Regions from separate parts of the Mus musculus genome. Here all the other regions are linked to region 3. Evidence: chromatin contacts called from public HiChIP or PLAC-seq data. All regions are on one chromosome and are shown on one strand. Each heading gives the region's core, a stretch centred on a gene start, on an enhancer-like site or on the middle of the called end of the contact. The rest is flanking DNA. Distances are from core to core; before and after follow the strand shown.

Region 1 (4,373 bases), core at 504-3,003, 41 kb after region 3:
TGGACCCACGCACGCACGCTCACATGCACGTTCATTATCCATCCTTCTAGGGAGGAGAAAATTCAGGCTGTGAGGATGTTGTTCTTAAGGTAGTGAGTTTGTGTTCACAGAGGGAGGCGGATAAAGTCAGGCTCACCAGCTGATAGGAGCGATAGACCCACATCTCTCCCGTACCCATTCCCAGTCCCCTGAGAACTGCCTTTCCCACCAAGGCCATCCCGGACCAACAATTACTCTTGAACCTTAAGCGTTGGGAAACCACACTAAGGGATCTTGGCCTCCAGCCAAGGGCAGATGTAGCTAGCACTTGGCAGTGTGTTCAAAGGGAAAGTTCATGGTGGTGGGTGTCCACTTGACCCACCACTGCCACGCTGCATACCTGATGGGGGTGGAGCCGTGGGTGTAGCATGTTCCCTCTGGGTCACTTAGCTCTGAGAGCAGGCCCTTCCCTGGGATTCACTGAGCTTTCAGAGCTCCAACAGGCCAGGGGTAGCTCTTTCTTAGTGCTTCTATGAGCTTAGAAAAATAGCCTCTCCCATAACCTTCCGAGATTGGAAATACAATCTAGGTTTTCTGGGTGTGGACAATGGGCAGAAGGCCTGCACTGGGGGAGACAGCTCATAGGCCTGGGGCCCCCAGTTTCTTAAAGCCTGACCTCTGGACCTCAGACACCCCACAGAGCAGGATTCTGAATGGAATGATGGGGAGAGTCACATGAGTCCCCTTCTCCACCTTTGCCTCAGTAATCTTTTCCATACTCTCTGACGAGGCATGAGGGCAGACCTTAGCCTTTAAAGCGCCACGGTTCATTTATGTGTTGAAAAGAAAGTACTTGCGTACTTGTGTCTTGGCTCCTCAGCCTGCAACCACACCAGCTGACAGTGGGTACGTGAGCCAGGGCTGCTGGAGAGGCCATATGGTCTGAAGGACCTTGATGGTGACCAGGTTGGATGCAGCCGTTGGTGCCCCAGTCCTGGCCTGATAGCCAGTCGTCTCTTCCTCGAAGACGCAGATGCATTTGACCCTTTGTGTTTCCAAAGCCCAAGTTTGCAAGCCCCAGATCACCCACACCTCCCTGTGAGGCCCTTGAGTCTTCCGGGAGCACTCACAGCCTTTACCTCAGTCCAGTTGGGTGCGCAGGGAGCCTGAGACCTTGGCTGATTCAGCGCGCTGTCACTAACAAGAGCCGCCCTGTAGATGGCGCTCATCGAGACTTGCCAGTCGGCAGAGCAGCCCACCCACAGGGTTAGCACAGTGTCCTCTGTGTCCTCGTAGATTCTGTGCCCTCCAATACGGCTGACCACACATCAGAAATTCCCCGGGGGGAGAATGTGCTCCTACCGAACACATGTGGACATTTTTCTTGTCACTAGCCTCTAAGTGTGAAGACTGTTTACACAGCATTTACACTGCAGGGGGTGGTATTGGTAATCTATGGGTGATTGAAAGCACACAGGATGGCGTGTGTGCATTCTGGACGTCACTGTGACATTCTGAGAGACTTGAGCATATGGGGAACCGAGCCCCACAGAGGGGAGACTGTTTATAAAGCCCATGTTCTTAGCACAGAGCACAGCAGTTGAAGGTAACTGGGCTGTGGGGAGCATAGGGAACAGGCAGAGGCTGCTCTTCATTTAGCAGGGCTCCCCCACAGCAGGTCGGAATGTCAGAGCGCAGCCTGGTCTCACTTGGAGTACATCGCTTGTGCCCCTGATGGTGATGGCCGAGCAGCTGACTCAGAAACCACACCCAGCCTCTCCGCCGCGTCTCTGTGTGACTAGAGCAGTCTGTGGTAGGATGCCGCCCCTCGGGCAGCACCCGGGGGCCCACTTGTTGAGTAATCCTAGATCTCTGGAGATTGAAGGGTGCTGCAGCTGACCCACTGGGGTCTTGCTGACTTTGTGAACCTAGTCGCCTCCTCCTAGTTGTCGTTTCAGGGAAACTCTTCTCTTTCAATGGTTTCATGGCTTCTTCTTGGCCACAGACTGAGGGTGTTGGATCTTGAGGGAGTGGGGTCTCTCTCTCTCTCATGCACAGAAGGGAGAGCGAGTAAGAGGGAGACTTCCATCCACTGTTTTGAGATCCAGCAGCCTGATGACATGGATCAGTCCCTGCTGCCAACCCCCTTGGAGACATGCCCCCCATGGCCCCAAAGAACAGTCCCTAGGGTTAGGCCCCGACTCACAGCTCTTTATAGCAGACACAGGAAAATATTTTCAGGGGACCAGAGAGGCTATAAGTGTGGCTGGAGCCAAGGAGCCCAGCCATCTTCTTGAGTGACTCACAGGGCCAAATTGTTTGTGCAATGTGTTGTTTTGGGGAGTGCATGAAAGACTTGGCAGATGCCTTCTTGCTGAGGGTCACAGGCTGGGGTTGGGGCTGGACAGTCACCTCCCGAGGAGTCACTGGGACAGCGTTCAAAACAAATAAAATTATTCCCAAGGATGCATGGCTTCCTCCCTTCCCCTTTCTGTACACACACATGCACACACTCACACACACACATACTCATACAAGCACATACTCACGCACACACATGCGCACACACAGTCACATGTGCAAACACATACACACATGCATGCACACACACAAACACACACACACACAGTCACACATGTACACACACATATACACACATAGTCACACACACATACACACACAGTTACACATGCACACATACACATAGTCAGACATGCGCACACACATACATAGTCACACATGCACACACACATACACACAGTCACACACACATACACACACATGAACACACATATACAAATAATTACACATGCACACATACACATAGTCACTTATGCATACACACATACATGTCCTCACACATGCACACTCTCACACACATGTACTCACACATGCGCACACACACGTACACAGAGTTTCAGAGAAAACTTAACAGCATCGGTGTAAAGAGCTGGGGAGGTGACCCTGTAAAGTGCTTGCCGCCTAAGTGTAAGGAGCTGAGTTTGGATCCCCAGACCCACATAAAGCAGGGAGTCTGATGATTCTCTGTAATCATAGCTCTGGGGATATGGAGACAGCTAGATCCCTGGGGCCTGCTGGCCAGCCAGTCTAACTGAATCGGCAAGTTCCAGCTTAAGTGAGAGACCCTGTCTTAAAAACAAAGCAGAATTATGCTGAAGGACAGCTCAGTGGTGAAGAGCACTTACTGTTCAGAGGACCTGAACCCCCAGCACCGACATTGGGGGACTCAAAACTGCCTGTACCTCCAGCTCCCGGGGAGCTAAAACCCTCTGCTGGCCTCCAAGGGCACGTGCCGTCATGTGCATATACCCAGCACAGATACATCGATGCAATTAAAAAGAAAACAAAAGTCTTTAAATTAAATAAAAAGGATGAGGTGAAGAGAAAGTGAGCCAGACGCCTTACGTCAACCTCTGACTTCCATGTGCACACACAGAGAAGCGTGCACACGTGTGCAAACACATGTACACATACCATGCGCGCAATGTTGTGTTTGATTGAGAAGAAAGTTCCAGGTCATTGTCCTCCAGCATTTTTCCTGACCCTTGCTTGGGGTTGCCGGGCACTGTAGTTCTTCCAGATTTGAGATTCTCCTCTCCTGGTCTCCCACAGGCGTTAAGTCCTACAGCCTCGGTGCTGCCAAGCCACAGAGCCACCCCATGTTCCTCCCCACAGAGCAAACAAAGTTGTCTGTGTAAATCTCCATGAATGGCCATCGTTCTGCACCAACCCTTGGGGCTGAGACTGTGCCCAGGAGCCTGAGCCCTGTGGGAACTCAACCTGGCCCTGGCGTGGGTTCTTTTCCCCTGGGTGCTGGCCCTAGGAAGCTCCCAGACTCCTGCTCTCAGAGCCAGGCTGTAGTCATAGAGCTGAAAGGACAGGCCCCACCCTGACAGCCTTCACCCTCAAGAAGAGTCAGGTCCTGCTCTGGGAAAATGCTTGCTCTTTTCTATTTTGTATTAAAAAGAGTCATCCTTGGACTGGGGGTGTGGCTGAGTTGGTAGCTTTCCAACTGAGCATTCACAAAGCTCTGGGTTTCATCCCCCAAGCTACAGGAAACATAGTGTAGTGTTGCACACCTGTATTCTGGCGTTCAGGAGTAGAGGCAGGAAGATCAGGAAGTCAAGATAGTCCTTGGATACGTAGTAACTTTGAAGCTAGCCTGGGCTACGTGAGATCAGGTCTCAAACAACCAAAAGGAAACAAAACAAAGTGATCCTTAAAGTCCTTCTCATTTCCTGCTTCCTGTCTCTGTGTCTAGAATGATTCTTCCCATTAGCTGGGGTTGGGACCTTGATCTTTTGGCATTACCAAATTTGGGACCTCTTTATGAACACACAGTGCATCCTGGGTCACCTCAGGAGCAACCTTGG
Region 2 (4,035 bases), core at 1,184-3,683, 62 kb after region 3:
GTAGTGTGAGAATACTCCTGTGACACACAGTGGGTGCATCCACGAAGCTGTGCAGTTCGCACCACCGTCTAACTCCAGAACTTGCAACCATCCCCAAGAGAAAGGGAAGCCCCACACTGGTCGCCGCATTCCTCGCCTCCACAGGGCACAGGACCCACAGGTCTGTTTTCTCTCTCTCGACTTGCTAGTCCACATGTTTCATGTAAATGGAGCCATCATGTGCTTCCCATGCCTGCCTGCCTGCCTGCCTGCCTTCTCTCTCTCTCTCTCTCTCTCTCTCTCTCTCTCTATCAAGGCTGCTAGGGCGCCTTTACCCAGCCATCGAGCTATTATCGGTAGATGCTGTGAGATGCGTTCTAATTCCTTTCTCTCCTGTGTGGGAGGCTGACTATCCCAATGGTGTTTATTGAAGCTGCTTCTTCCCTCTGCTGGATTATTGAGCGTTCTTTTTGGGACCCATCGACCGTCAACCCCAGGGCTCATGTCTGACGCTTGGCCCTGCTTCATTCATTTATTCATCTGTGTTTCCCTGTACACCGGGACAATGCCATCCCGATGACTGCCTTAGTAACTTCTCAGGTTTAGAAAGGTCCTGGTACCCTGTGTTCTTACGCCCAGACTCTTCCAAATCCTCTCGTGTTCCCATGTCCATTTTGGTATCAACCCATGGGTGTCTGTGCAAGGCAGCTGAGACTTGCTACAGTATTGCTTTGTTTCTGGATGGATTCTGGGTACCTCCATCACCCAGAATGGAGCCTTCCCCAGATTGTTGTAGACCATGCCTGGTCACACTTTGGCCTCCCCTTCCTGGTCCCCAGAACTGTGAAGATTAACTCTTGTGGTTTTGAGCCGGGTCTGCTGGCCATTTCTAACCATGACCCTAGGAAACATTGTGGAACCTTCGGGTGTCAGGCCAAGGGGCAGGGTTACTGGTGACCAAGGTGACAGACAGGAGGCCATTTCTCGGCTGAGTGTGCAGGATGATGTGGGGAGTGGTGGGCTCTGGGGTCTTCTTTCAGGACAGACGTGTCATTTGGGCAGGATCGGCTCCTCTCCTGAGTGGAGAGTCTCCTGAGCTATGTGGTCATTCATCCTGTATTGCCATTTACCTGTGACATTCTTGCTATCATTAGTCCATGAGCAGGGTTAGCAAAGCCTCACTCAGTCTGGTGGGCTGGAGAATGACAGCCATGGGGACAGCTAGTGTCTCTATACCCCTCCCCCTTCTTTTTTCTTCATCTGAGACAAGGTCTCCTGTAGCCCAGGCTGACCTTGAACTTGTTATGTAGCCAAGGATGACTCCTGATCCTCCTGCCTCCAGCTTCCCCAGTGCTGGGATAGACCGTTCCCTTTCCTTCTTTTCTGAATTACCATTTTACTTTCTAATATAAACGGAAATTCAGGATTCATGGAAGAACAAACAACAAAGATAAAAATGTAGCAGGTTGGCGTGGTGGTCTTGATAATCAAACTGATACACTACGCCTATCAGGAAATCTGAAAAAAAAAAAAAAAAGAAAAAAAGAACATGGTGAGAGCAAACTTTAATTGTGCCATCTAGAAATGTCCGTTATTATAACATCCATAGCATGAGTATATGGATTAAATCTGTAAGGTATGTTTTATATGATGTCATATTGACAGCACTGAACATCATGTTCTTCATTTGATGTATATACTATGAACCTTTTTTTCCTAGTTATTAAATACTTTTATGAAACATTTTATAGCAACTGAATGGAATGGGGTCCTATGACCTTACCAAGCCCGTCTGGTAGTGACACTGAGCTGGTATTGGTGTGTGTCTAAAGCCTCCACGGTGGCTCAGGGGTCAAGCTCTTGCCACTCTGGCACAGGACCCAAGTTTGGTTCCCAGCACCCATGTCAGACAGCTCACAACTGCCTGTGACTCCAGCTCCGGGGTAACTGATGCTCTTTTTGACCTCAGCAGGCAGTGGATTCACACACACACACACACACACACACACACACCCCTAATTAAAAATAAATTAAATCCGAGCTGGGGAGATGGTTTAATAGTTAAGACCCAGGTTTGATTCCCAGTACCTACAGGGCAACTCACAACCATCTTTAACTCCAGTTCCAGGAGATCCAATGCCTTCTTCTGGCCTCTGAGGGCTTCACCCGTACATATGATGCACAGGCATGCATGCAGGCAGAACACTCCTACATGCATACAGGCAGAACACTCCTATACAAAAAATAAAAGGTAACAATAAGTAAAGTTTTAAGAAATAAAAAAAAGAATCTATCCCAAAAGCTCCACTGGATAGTAACTGCTGTTCAGTAGTGCTTGCGTGTCCAACACATGCAGTTTGGCCAGTGTTGGCGAGTATGGTGCATCGCTGAGCAGCCTTACCACAGCTCAGACAGGAAGCGCTGTCTCTGCGTCTGGTACCCCTCCCGGTCCTGCCCTGCGTGACTCACCTGCACCCTAGCAACAGTGACACGGAGTGAGCCAGAGACACAAGCCACAAAAGGAAAGAAGACAGATCAGAATTCGAAATGTGTGTGTGTGTGTGTGTGTGTGTAAGTTGGTACATCAAACACAATGCAAAAACGAAACCCACAGAATGCACAATGGAAAATAAACTTAGAAATCACACATCTAGTTAAGAGATTGATATCCAGGATATATAGACTTTCTAAAGTCCCCAAATGAGACGTTTCCCCAAAGATACTCAAACAGGTAGCAAGCAGGAGGGCAGGTGTCACTGAGGAAAGCTACCCAAAGCTGCAGGGAGAGGACCCCAGGCTCTGCATGGCTGTGGTAAACCAGAGGAGACCATTACAAGGGTTGGTGGGAATGCAGAGAAAGCAGAACCTTGTGTCGTGTGGGTGGGGTGAACACAGCTCCCACTTCTGTGGGAGATGGGGGTGGGGGGCACTTCCTCAGAAAAACCTAAAAACAATGATTTAGAAATTCCTCTTCAGGGCTTGTAACCAAAAGGTCAGCTAGCAGAGATTCGAGGGGGTGCTCGTGTTAAAGAAGCATCAGGACACAGTGGACAGGCAGACAGACAGACAGACAGACAAATACGCTGAAGTCTGTCCACTTCGTGGAATGTCGCTCCTCCTTGGAGAGCCTTGGAGACCACGTGCTCAGTGAAACACTCCAGTCACAGAAGGGCGAGCGCTGCATCCGCCACCTGGATGAGGCCCTTGGGGCAGCCAAGTTCACGTACACAGAGCATAGGATGATGTTGCAGGGATCTAGACGGCAGGGAAGTGCCAAAGAATTTCATTGATATCACAGCACCTCTGTTGTATACAACCAGTGTTCCGGGGGAGGCAGAGAGTGGCTGCATGGTTCTGTGATTCACTCTGTACCGCTGAACACTACTCTCAAAGATGATTAAGCCAGGGGCCTGGAGGGGTGGCTTTTGTGATTAAGAGCACTGGCTGTTCTTGCAGAAAACCTGGGTTCAATTCCTGGCACCCATATAGCTGTTCACAGCTGGCTGTAACTCTTGTTCTAGGGGATCCAGTGCCCTTTCCTGACCTCTTTGGGAGGCAAGCATGCAGTGTGCAACTATACATGCAGGCAAAAGACATGTACACATAAAATTATATTTAAAAATCTAAAAAATGCTTAATTCAGGGAATTTGATATTTTGGGAAGTCAGGCCCATTTGTACAGACCTGTGGTCCTAGCTACTCAGGAGGCTGAGACAGGGGAATTGAAACTGCAAAATAGCCTATAAAACTCAGTAAGACTCTGCCCCAAGTAAAAAGTAAAAAGAGGGCTGGGGTATAGCTCCCTGTTAGAGCTTGCCTAAGAATGTGGATCCAGTCCCCAGTAAAACATTCTCACGAGTGCATGTACACACACACACACTGGACACACATACGCACATACACAGCACATATACACACTGCACACACCATACTCTGCACAAACCACACACACACTGCACACACACTATGCACATACCGCATATATACACACAGCACACACACTTCAGTTTCTGTCGTTTTGGGGTTAGTCATTTGGGTACATTTGTGTGCAGATGG
Region 3 (4,003 bases), core at 632-3,131:
CGCAATTATAACGTGAAAGGAGCGGCGTGTGAGAACACCCCAGCGAAGTCTGTTTCTGGGGCCAAGCAGAGAAGGTCTCAGGAGAGAGGACAGCATGCCGTCTCTACTTCTCAACATAGCCAAGGTTTGCATGTAAAATATTTTGGCTTTTCAAAAACTTAGTTAGGAACTAGAGTCTGGACCCCCAGCAGTCACGTAAGAGCTAGGCACAGTTGCTTGTGCCTGAACTCCAGCACTGTGAGGGTTTGAGGCAGGAGGACTATTAAGGCTTGCTGGCCACCAGTCAAGCTCCAGGCTCAATGAGAGGTTCTGCTTCAAGAGAATAAGGTAGAGATAGATAGAGCAGGACGCCTGAATCTTCCTCTGGCTTCTGCACGAATGTGCGCACACGCGCGTGCACACACACACCACTTCTACAAATATGCCACATGCAATATTTAAGACTATTTAAAAAGCTAAGCTAGCTTTCTAAAAAACAAACGAATACAGATTTCTGCTTCACAGACAATGAGAGCTTGGGCTATTCCCCCCTCTGCTTCCCAGCACCACTGGAGCAGGCATTTTGTGCACCTGCCTTTGCTCAGAATCTTTGCATTTCAAGTCTTCCCCAAGTTGGAGCTCATTCTATACCTGTGGCTTCACAGTTAGCCTTCTCGTGGGATATACTCTGGATGTGTTTCCATGGGTGTCCATAAGGACTTTAACTATATGAAACAACCCAGAAAAGTCTGAGCAAATAGAACTGTTTAAACTTGCTTTTGTTTTGCACAAAACCTAAAACAGTGCCGGCAACAGCATTTTGGGGTTCACTCAGTGATGGGGATCAGTCTATCCCTCAAGACCATGATGGGGGTGAGGGGAATCCATCTTGCAGGGGGAGGTATGGGCCTAGCCCAATCCCAACGGAGCTACTGCTCCTCCTTTCTTCCCACTCTTGTAATACTGAACGGCGTCCCATCCATCCAAGTCCTGCTTTGCAGCGGGTTTATCAAGCATGATGGTTGCCATGGTTACCGCGGGGCGTTAAAGTCTGTAGTCCAGGAGAAGCAGGGGCTAGGAGTAAGGAATGATGGGGGGTGGGGGGCGCTTGAAAAGGACAAAGAACAGAAGGTGCAAGAGATAGGGGACATGGGGGAGCGTGGGTTGGGTAGTGTAGGACAGGTCCAGAAAGTGGAGAAGAGCGGGAAGGGGCACAGAAGTGAAGGAGAAGGCGGTCCGGGTGGGGGTACCTGCGTGCAGAAATTTAGTGAAAACATCTGGTGGGTTTATTATCCCTCCTGCGGGGCTTACCCGTCAGCCTGGTCCTCCGGCTCCGCCATCTCTCGTTGCTAGGCTACGCCATCAACATCCGGCGAAGTCTGGACCGCGTGCTCCAAGACCGCAGGAGGCGGGGTCTGGCAGCGTCCATCGATTCACACAGAAACACTAAGCAAACACATTAAAGAACAAATGTGTTTTGCCTGTCCGTCGCCATGTGTCCCAGACTTTCCCGGCTGGACTTAGTTCCCGTAGAGTGACCCTGATGATGTTCAGGGACTCAAAGAAAGTGGCAGGCAGGTTGGGGATGCTGGGTCCGGGAAACGCGCCTAGCTCTGGCTCTTCCACTTCCAGCTTTGGGTTACTCAAGAACCAGTACCTTTTGGGGAGCATCATTCCTTCGTAACCCTAAGTTTGAGAAATAGAAATGCAAGGGGTGAGCGCATACATGGGTACAGGGAGGCCCTGCCTTTCGGATCGAGGGCACAGGGCTCCCATCCAGGGCAGGGTCCGGGGTACTAGGCGCGTGGCGAGATCCTGCAGAGTCAGCAGAAAGCCCCGAGCAGGGGTCGACGGATGCGCAGGACCCTGAGGTTGGAGTTAGTGCCTGGCGTTCCGGGCTGAGCGGGGCTGGGCCCCGGGGCGGAGCGAGGCGGAGCGGGGGCGGAGCGGAGGCGGAGCGGGGACGGCCTCTCCATATTCCCTCCCCGCCGCGCCTCGCTTTCGGCGGCGGTGGCAGTGGCGGCGGCGGTGGTGGCTCCTGGAGCCGGCGCGTGTCCAGCCCTCGCGGCGGGACCCGGGTGGGTATCAGGGTTCTTCTGGGATCGCGGGCCGGGGATTTTGGGGTCCACTCGGGACGACGTGGCGGTTCCTGGGTACCCTGGAATCTGCACGCACCGGACCCGGGCCTGCTGCGCGGGGGTCCGGGAGTGGCTGGGGGACCGGCTCTGGGCTCTGGGCGGGGGCGATGCGGAGGAACCCGGATCTTGCTGGGGACGCCCTGGGAACTCCACCCTCGAGTGAGACTCTCTGCTTTGGGAGTGGGCCCACTCGAGGAGACTCGGTCCTCGCCTGTCTGGAGCTGTGGGCCGGGGCACTTGCGGTCTTTGTCTTGCTGGCTGGTCTGAGCATGCGAAGAACTTATGGGGTTCCTGCACTGTCAGACAGAGCCCCCAAGGTGTGCCATGCCCTCCTGGGGCGTGTGCGGTCTTAGCGTTGGGGCACTAGGGGGAAATGGTCAGGGCTATTTAAGAGGCCCCATGTCAGGATCCTCGCTTCTTTTTTAGCCTGCGCGCCTCTCTCTCTCTCTCTCTTTCCTCAAAAGAAAGAAAGAAAAAAAGGGATAGTATAAAAAGAAAAAAGGGCAATTTAAGATTGCTAAAAATAACCCACGGAACCCTGCCAGAACGCGCGGTGAGAAAAGCCTGTTCCTCCGAAGTCGGTGTCACATGTTGGCCACAATCTAGTCCAGGTTCCGTTCAGAAATAGGGGAATAGAAAAGCGTCTCTTGACTCTGTTAAAGTTTGTTCCATGGACTCTGTCAACTTCCTTTATCAGGAAAGAGAGAGAGAGGGGAAGTGTCCTGTCACCAAGCATACTGGTCAGAACATGGGTGCAAAGAGCCGGGGACTAGGGGCTCCACTCTAAATCTTAATAACTGATCAAAGAATTTAAAAGAAACTATGTATGTAGCTCTTGGAAGAAATATTGACATTAACCTTGATAGCGAATATTGAACTTAGTGGTGCGGTGACTTTGGGCACAGGGGCCGGCTAAGATTCACCCATTGGGAATTTACCAGAGTTGGTTCTTAGCTGGTTGCTGGGGATGGATCTCTTAGCTGAGCAGTACTTATGGGTTTTTTCTCTGTTTGTTTGTTTTGTCCCCCCCCCCCCCCCATAGCTTTCTGGTGAGTGGAATGTCTTGAGTATAGCTAGGAAGTTCTTCTTGGGAACTGTTGACTCTCCTGGCAATCACGGTGTCTGTTAACAGCCTCGGATCACCATGTGTGGGTTTTCGTTGTGCGAAAACAGGCCCGTGAAAGAGCTGCAGTTTATAAGCTTTCAAAACCACATTTTTTATTATGACTATTTATTGTGTGGGGTGTGTGTGCCCACATGTGTCTTGGTGGTGCCTGTATGGAGCTCAGAGGACAGCTTGTGGAGCTTAGTTCTGTCTTCCCACCACATGAGTCTTGAGAGGACTCAAACCCAGGCCCTCTGGCTTGGTGGCAGCAGTCACCTTTATCCACAGAACTATTTTACTCACATTTACCCCAAGATGATGTCACATGATGCCATGTGACCCAGCACAGACTTGGCTGGCCTGCTCTTCACAGGGCTTTGTTAAGGGGTGGGGGGGGGGGGCGGCTGGGAGGTCCTTGCTTCCCGAGGAGCACTCTTTGCTTTGGAGCTTCCCCCTTTGAGAGGATGGCCTTTGGGCTGACAGAACTCCCCACTACTGTCCTGGCCTCTCTGTGCCCTGATTTTGAGTGACAAACTTCAGTGATAAAATCATCTTCCCTAGGCATGGTGGCTCAGGACTGCAATTCTAGTGCCTGGGAAGATGAGACAGGGGGATTTCTGTGCATTTAAGGCCAGCCTGGGCTATAGCGTGAGCTTTAGGCCATCCTGGGGTACGTAGATTCTTTCTCAAAGAACCAAATCAAACCAAACCCCCAAAAAACCCTGTATGGTCTCCAAAAATAGACAGTATACACCAGTCACTGGCTCTCGTTGGGTTCCTT

The links. HiChIP or PLAC-seq counts read pairs in DNA pulled down with a chosen protein or histone mark.
Region 1: an HNF4G HiChIP or PLAC-seq map of pancreatic cancer cells shows a contact between it and region 3. The contact joins the enhancer-like site here to the promoter of Ccdc40 in region 3. A contact is called at or near these places in 2 of 15 datasets of contacts at CTCF or cohesin (CD8 T cells and embryonic stem cells), 1 of 484 Hi-C or Micro-C datasets (DN3 thymocytes), 6 of 115 datasets of contacts at active chromatin or transcription factors (the SCID.adh cell line, bone marrow-derived macrophages, effector CD8 T cells and 2 more) and 3 of 9 other capture datasets (adipose tissue, liver and pancreatic islet).
Region 2: an H3K4me3 HiChIP or PLAC-seq map of bone marrow-derived macrophages shows a contact between it and region 3, with 2.3 times the contacts expected there. The contact joins the enhancer-like site here to the promoter of Ccdc40 in region 3. A contact is called at or near these places in 2 of 484 Hi-C or Micro-C datasets (the N1E-115 cell line and nephron progenitors), 6 of 115 datasets of contacts at active chromatin or transcription factors (CD8 T cells, the SCID.adh cell line, bone marrow-derived macrophages and 3 more) and 3 of 9 other capture datasets (adipose tissue, liver and pancreatic islet).

Annotation. Positions count from the first base shown.
Region 1 is chr11:119,184,536-119,188,908 of GRCm38.p6, reverse strand. All of the region lies in intron 3 of Tbc1d16 (TBC1 domain family, member 16), which reads left to right. It overlaps Gm11753 (a long non-coding RNA gene), which reads left to right. Exons shown (of 2, transcript XR_880347.2): 1 at 1-4,373. Among named protein-coding and RNA genes, the nearest start is that of Gm11753, 3.8 kb to the left of the region's middle. Within about 2 kb of position 1,753, at least 59 of the 459 cell types and tissues checked have an H3K27ac peak or open chromatin away from gene starts, as enhancers often do. A contact at or near this core is called in CD8 T cells, the SCID.adh cell line, adipose tissue and 2 more, where this site is marked.
Region 2 is chr11:119,164,634-119,168,668 of GRCm38.p6, reverse strand. All of the region lies in intron 3 of Tbc1d16 (TBC1 domain family, member 16), which reads left to right. Among named protein-coding and RNA genes, the nearest start is that of Mir6934, 13 kb to the right of the region's middle. Within about 2 kb of position 2,433, at least 90 of the 459 cell types and tissues checked have an H3K27ac peak or open chromatin away from gene starts, as enhancers often do. A contact at or near this core is called in CD8 T cells, bone marrow-derived macrophages, effector CD8 T cells and 1 more, where this site is marked.
Region 3 is chr11:119,226,450-119,230,452 of GRCm38.p6, reverse strand. Ccdc40 (coiled-coil domain containing 40) reads right to left here and starts at 1,881. Exons shown (of 21, transcript NM_001364767.1): 1 at 1,706-1,881; 2 at 1,291-1,425. The coding sequence starts at 1,319. It overlaps Tbc1d16 (TBC1 domain family, member 16), which reads left to right and starts at 1,954. Exons shown (of 12, transcript NM_172443.3): 1 at 1,954-2,057.